Linked DNA regions of Gossypium hirsutum: region 1 is linked to region 2. The links are chromatin contacts, called in public Hi-C maps. All regions are on one chromosome and are shown on one strand. Each heading gives the region's core, a stretch centred on a gene start, on an enhancer-like site or on the middle of the called end of the contact. The rest is flanking DNA. Distances are from core to core; before and after follow the strand shown. Region 1 holds the start of LOC121232126 (cytochrome b561 domain-containing protein At2g30890). Region 2 holds the start of LOC107953315 (protein RALF-like 27).

Region 1 (3,840 bases), core at 1,235-3,734, 310 kb after region 2:
AAAGAAGGTAATTGAGGAGAAGTGTGTCTATGTATATAATTATTCGTAATTTTTTTTATAGAAAAGATTGTGTCCTTTTAAAGAGGCACATAAGTATCTCTTGGTACTTTATATATAGGCACAAAAAATGAGAATTGATATGATGGAATTGAGTTTTAAGACCATTAAAATTATATTCTTTCTTTTTTGTGTATCTCTAGATCCCATTCGATTTAAAACAATTTGCAATATGAATTATTCTATTCGAGTAAAGGCATTGTATCTTGGGAATAGTATTTCTTGATCCCTTTGTACATGGAGGGAAAATAACTATTCTTAAGATAGTTTCCTCGAAATACCTTACCTTTACAAAATTTCGATTTCAGATCCAACCAAATTATTTTATACAATAAAGATTCTGTCACATGATAACCTAAAATTGAGAAAAGTTACAAAGATTCTGGGATTAGTGTGAACAAAAAAGTTTAAGGACCCAATAAAAAAAATTATCAAATTCAGGGATTAAACATCGATTTATCCGTAATAATAAAGGAATGGGCCATAGAGAGCAGTATTTGATGAGGTGAATAGGACCACAATCCACATGCAGCTTTTGCACCATAGCTCAAAGCTTTCCCACAAACCAAAAAAGCCTGCTATAACCTAAGCTGTCTTCCTCAACTTGTCTCCCAATATATATATATATATACAACACAAATTTGCTTTTGGAATTTGTAAGCATCAATGGAAACAAAACAAACCCAATTTCCCTCATTACATTATGCAATATGGTCTAATGTTTTCTAACACAAGTTGGCTGAATTTATGGTAATGATAATTAACAACTATTGCCTTTGTCTAACCAATGAGATTTGACACAATGGTTTATCATCTCTTATAGTCAATGTTACCCCGTTGGATTAAATGTTTAAGCCTATCATATATACTATTGGGAGTTGGTATAACAGTGTAATGTATTTGGTATTAAACTATACGGTCCATTTAAAGTAGTGGGAAGCAGAAAATAGTGTTTGATAATGGTTAGTGTAGGCTGCCAATTTCCACTTTATACTGACATCCCATTTTCCCCTTTTGATTCCGATAATATAATATTTAGTCCTTAAACTTAAAAATATTTTCCAATTAGTTCTTGAACTTTTCTTTTACTCTACATTAATCTTGGAACTTGATAGTTTTTTCTCAATTTGGTCTCTGAATTTAGATTTTTTTAAAGGAATAATAATGTGGCATTCTAAGATTATACCATATTATCACCAACTCTTTATTTAAAATACAAAATTTATATATTTTTTTTATTTTTTTATATTTTATATCAAATTTCTAAAATTTCAGATGATGGTATGACATAATCTCAAACTTCCACATCATAACATCTTAATGGAATTCAAATTTAGGGATCAAAATTGTAAAACTTATCAAGTTTTGGGACCAATGTAAAAATATCTGGGACCAAGTAGAGAAAAAGTGCAAAATTTAGGGACTAAAATGTTATATTAACCCTTATATTCCACCGTCTGCAACAACAACCGCCCAAAAAGCTAGTCTAGAAGAAAATAAAAAGGAACCCCACATGGTTGAAGTTGCAATCCATTCAATTCCCCCCACCACTTTCTTTCTTTGGCTCAAACCAATCACAACTTTTTTTGCCTCAAACCATCCACCTCCATGCAACAATAGATACAACAACATAATATATATAGGTGAATGTATACCAGAATTCCTCGGATCTCATCAAATTAGTTCTTTTAGTATTAAATAAATTGATTTAATTCATAATTCCAAACAATCAAATAAATTAAATTGAAATAGAGTTAATTTTACTTCTTTTTAAAATATCATTTACTTACTTATACCGGAGTTAATATTTTTAAATTTTTTATAGTTCTATAAATAATTTTTTTATTTGAAATTAAATTACAATTGAAAAATAGAAAAAAATAATTATTTAATTCAGTAAAATGTACTTTTTAACATATATATATATATATACACGTGAATCTTTTCAACTAAAAGGAATTCTATTGAGAAAGCTAAACATCAGCTTTTTTTATTATTATTCCAAAAAGAATATGTAAAATCATGTTCATTTCTAAAAGGTGTTTTTCTTTTGAAATGGGATCCTTATATATAGGGTTAAAAGTATTTAGAAAGTTCCTGAATTATAGGGATTATATCAAATTAATCCTCTAAACCTTAAATCCTATATTATTAAATGAATCAATTTAACTCTTATATTATTAAAAAGAATTAAACAAGTTTAAATTGTAACAAAAATGAACATTTACTTTATAAAAAATATCTTGAATCTTTTTTTCAATTGCAGTTCAATTCTAAATAAAAGGTTTCGTTTACAAAGAGTACATAATATTTTTTAAATAGTATAAAGACTAAATTGATTAATTTAATAGTTGTGGACGTTACTTCTTAGATACATTCACCTGTATATTTGTATGTATGTGAATGTTTTGAAGTTAAAGGAATACTGAAGAATCAGCTTTTGAAATTTATTCCACAAAGAATATGTAAAATCTTATTCATTTCGAAAAGGACCTTTTTCTTTTGAAATGGGGTGCTTATATATTGGAAAAAGAAAAGCAAAAAAAGTTATTGATAATTCTCAGTGAAAAAAGAAGAGTTGAGTACCATGCATTTGAGTATGCTGGTCTCTGGTCTAAGCTTTATAAGCCTGTCATCTTATAATTACACCATTGCCAACACTTGTTATTGCTGTTTTTTCTTCTAACACACCACCATACCTCATCTGTGTTTTTCTTTTAGCTTTTCGCTTGAAGAACAATGCAAGTTCTTGCAGGGAAACTGGTTTCTTTCACCATGTTCATACTACTCGTCCCATCACTTGTAAGCTCAATTGATGAAGACAACAATGACAACATTAAAAAGGTATTGGATTCATGTCCTTTGATGGAGTTTTATTACATTGTTTTTTCATTACAGATCTGTGTTTTGTTTTTCCAAACAGGTGATCAGTCATAAACTGATGTTTGAGATTACACTGCATGGATTCCTCCTTTGGGCATCAATGGGGTTTTTAATGCCTATTGGGATACTTGCTATTAGAATGTCAAATGGAGAAGAATGTGGAAGAAAGCTTCAAATTCTTTTCTATGTTCACGCAGTTTCACAGGCAAGTTCATCTCTTTACCGAAAAATTCCTCTACTCTCTATAGATTTAGAATTTAGTCTCTTACTTTTTAATTTTTAAAATTTAGGTCTAATAATTGATACCGTTAAATATATTCTATTAAATTTTTTGGTGTGTCATTTCAGATTAAACAAATACTCAATTGATAGCCATGAAGTATGAAAAATGATGTTGTAACGAGGCTAAATTTAACTAAAAAATTTTAACGGTGTTAATAATTTGACTTGTATTGTTAAATTAGAAAAGTAGAGGGATTAAATTTCTTAAAATAAAAGTAAAAAAACTAAATTACAAATATATGAAGAGTACAGGGGCCTAAAGCATAGTTTAACCAAAAACTACATACCCTATATAGATTATAATTTATTTTTGGCATAATGTCAAATTTAACCCTCAATGTTTACTTCTTTTTTTGTCAATTTGACCTTTATTCATTTTTTTTAACTAAAGTTGACCCTCAACCCTTTAAAATAATTCAAATTTGACAATTAATCTTTCAAAAAGAGTTGAATTGTTATTTTTTAACGAAAATGTTGACTAAAATATTAAATTTTAAACATGACAGCCAACATGATAATCCATATGTATTACATGCTATTTTTTTAAACAAATAGTGTTATATTAGCATGAACTACATGTGGACTGTCGTATGAGTTTTGTTGAAAAAAATAGCAATT
Region 2 (3,673 bases), core at 155-2,654:
TTGTATTACTTGTATGTTTTCATTTTGTTCATCTATCAATAAAAATTTCGAATCATTTTTAATTCGACTTATTCAAGTGTACTTTTATATGATTAAATAAGTAAATAAAATTTTCGAAATTGGATAAAACGTAACTAATAAACAATAAGATATTATATATACCACTATCTCTTCTCCAAAAATTTATGTTAAAAAAATCTAAGATAATATACTGGATGTGTCTTCAAATTTCAAACCCATATGTAAAAATAGATACAATCTTGCAATTCAAGTTCATGATCTGTTTTCTTTGAGAATGAACGTTTAGAATTCATATTTTCAATTTTTTATTCATATACAAAATCAGATTAGTTTCCTTAATTATTTTCCCTCGAATTCATTCAATTTCCTTCGGTTAAAATACTCGAGAGGTCCCTATATCATAATGACTAGATTAAACTATTCCCTCTATTATTAAATAGATCAATTTAGTCCCTATAAATTAAATAATTCCAAGTTATAACAGAATTAACATTTACTATAAAAAATATCTTGAATTTTTGTTTTCAATTGCAGTTCAATTTCAAACAAAATATTTCATTTAAAGAATCATAAAAACTTTAAAAATATTAACTCTATTAAATAGTAAATGATATATATTTTTTAAACAGTAAATATTAAATCTATTCTAATTTAGTCTTATTTGGATCTTTTCGATAGTACAAAGACTAATTTGATCAAGTCTCTATATTACAGGGACCTCTAAGGTACATCACCAATTTCTTTGCCATATCTCTGGTTTTTCACACCATACCTTATGATTATGCGAAGAACACAGTTCTTAAACTCACAATGATTTGTATAAAGTCACAATATATCTACTAACAGAAGAACAGTAACATCAAAAACCAAACACAAAAACAAAACATCAAACCTTCCATATATTTTTAGTCCTAATTTATTTTTTCATTTGACTCCCCTCTTGCAACGATTATATGTTGTACAAGGCCGATAATCAGGACCTGCAGGTTTTATACAATTCCCATAAATATACGCATTGCAAACCGGTTGACGCTGTAACCCTCGATAAGATATAGGAGTATCTGCAGCAAGTCTCCTTCGTTTCACCTCGGATTCACCGAACAACACCACTTGTTCTTCATCTTCGATGAATTCACCAATTGTTTCATCGTATTTCGTAGTGTTTGGTTTGCTCTCAGGAAAGGCTAAAGCTGCTGATTTGGTCACACTGTTGTTGATTAACAGCAAAGAAGCTAATATGAACAATGGAAAATATCCCATTGTTCCTCTTTTGATCTTTTTTTCTTTTTCCGATTTGTTTTTCTGAGTTTGTAGCCACTTGAATAAATAATATGTTGGGAGATTATCTATAAGAAAAAGTTGTAAATTGAGGATAAGTAATGAAAGGGTATGGTTTCATTAATTGGTTTAAGGGTCTTATAGTGGGGCCTTTGCTATTTCATCTTCAAATTTGGTGAAAGAAAATGACAGTGATTTTGCTTGACTTGGTCAAGTTTTATTTTTAATTTTTTAGAAAAAACTTGAAAACTAAGATTAAAATTACCAGTTGGATATATTTTTTTTCTTTTTAATTTTGTTGGTGTAACATTTTGAAATAAAAAATATTCAAAAATAGCATTCTTATAAACCTGAATTTAACAAATTTATTTACAGAATTAATATTTGGATCTGAATTTTAAAATTTGAAAAGTAAAAAGACTAAATTTCAAACTCATAAAGAGTATAGAAAATTATGACATTTTTAAATTAGACCTTTTGATACTAAAATGCCACATATTCAAATTTAATAATATTATTAATTAGATTTTAATTTTTAAATTAAGAATTAAATATAGAGAAGTTAAATTATAAAAAATTCAAAGAATATAGAAACTAATGACAAAATTAAACCTTCGATTTTGCATTGAATTTAGTTCGGTTTCCAAAGACTAGTGCAAATCCCCACCAATTTCGGCCAATGCAGGGGGCAAATGGAAATTAGAACACGAAAGGCCATCACTGAGCCCCAAGAGTACAATAATTATGGTTTGTCAATACATGGAGTGCTGGCATCAGCTCTCTCAGGATAAAAAATTAAAATCCATAGTTTTGGCTAAATAAAATGTTTATTGAATTTTATGTGTCAATTGAACATATCTCTTGTTTTAGGTACATACTTAACCGATTCCTAATCCAATTAATTCCAATAACATGATAAAAATAATAAAACATTGAGTCTCAATAATTATTCTCTAATATTAACCAAATCTCTTACTCTGCTTAAAAAATCTAATTAATAATTATAACTACATAATATATTATAAGTATAATGATAAACTTTTAAATAAATAAATTAGAATCGAAATAGAGTTATTATAAATAAATTCTTTAAAATATGAGTTGAATTTATAGACGTAACATAAAAATTAATCAAAACATAAGCACTACATGAAAAATAATATTAACATATATGAATTTATGGATGATTGTGCATATTGAAATCAATATATGATAAGTTTAAAAGTTATATAAGTCTATAAATTTTAATATGAATATATAAATGAGACTTTTCGGAGTTTAATATTAATAATAATATAAATCACAAATAATATATGTTGGATTAATTAGAACTGAAATAATCTAAATATGAAATAAAATAGGCTAAAAATTGGAAAATAGCTAAACTTAAGTTAAAATAAATTGAGATAAAATTTATACATAATAAAACTTAAATTTAGAATAATTTAAAAGAGAACTCACACATAAAATTTCATATATTTAATCATTCAAACTAATCTTAAAAAACCAATACCCTTTTAGTTGTTCTTAAAACAATATGCTCCAATTAAAAATTCTACACCTCAATGAATTGAGGACAGCTTTTGTATAAGTGTATAGATTATTATGAGAATTATAATGACAAGATTAAGAAAAGCAACATATAAAATTGCTTACTCAAAACATAGATGAAATAAGCTAAAAACAAATTTAACAATCTTGAAAAAATGATTATCGAACTCCTCGCTTGCATCGTGTATACACAGTACAAGGTCGATATGATGGACCAATAGGTACAATGCAATTACCGTAGATGTTACCATTACAAACCCCCGGCTTCTGAATAGCTCCATAACATATATGACGACCACGATCGTATGTTGGTCCTCCTTGAAGTAGACGTTTAGACGAGTGACTGCCTCCGTTTACATTACGGCCACAATATTTGGTTAAAGTGGAATTGCATAGGGTGGTGGTGACGGCATTGTTTTGATCTAAGAAGATGGAAGTTTCAAAGGCATATATGGGGAAAACAATAGCAAAGATTGCAAGAGAAACGGAGAGAATTCCTCTAGTGAAATCATTTCCCATTGTTGTTCTCTCTTTTTTGCCTTTGGAATGATAACTTACATATGCTCCTATATGAGGTTAAGTGATCATCTAATTGATTAGAATTCCTTTTGCTTTTTTATTTTTATTTCCACTAACTTTACTTTAATGAAGATTGGTATCATCTTTTGCTTTAATAAAGCACACCAATGACATGAGAATATAATATAAAAAGATAAAGTAGGTAAATCATTTTCTCTTTTTTTTTTGGAAAGTTAAATTCTATTCTTTTTATTGTAATAATTAGGGAAAAAATTTGTTTGTAGCATCATTGACTTGACCAAGA

The links. A called contact is a pair of places that touch in the nucleus more often than the background predicts.
Region 1: a Hi-C map of leaf shows a contact between it and region 2, with 1.8 times the contacts expected there. The contact joins the promoter of LOC121232126 here to the promoter of LOC107953315 in region 2. A contact is called at or near these places in 3 of 34 Hi-C or Micro-C datasets (all in leaf).

The regions. Positions count from the first base shown.
Region 1 is chrA07:12,736,917-12,740,756 of Gossypium_hirsutum_v2.1, forward strand. It overlaps LOC121232126 (cytochrome b561 domain-containing protein At2g30890), which reads left to right and starts at 2,485. Exons shown (of 4, transcript XM_041117586.1): 1 at 2,485-2,901; 2 at 2,981-3,145. The coding sequence starts at 2,797.
Region 2 is chrA07:12,432,166-12,435,838 of Gossypium_hirsutum_v2.1, forward strand. It overlaps LOC107953315 (protein RALF-like 27), which reads right to left and starts at 1,405. Exons shown (of 1, transcript XM_016888576.2): 1 at 655-1,405. The coding sequence starts at 1,281. The coding sequence ends at 946. It overlaps LOC107955911, which reads right to left and starts at 3,369. Exons shown (of 1, transcript XM_016891693.1): 1 at 3,010-3,369. The coding sequence starts at 3,369. The coding sequence ends at 3,010.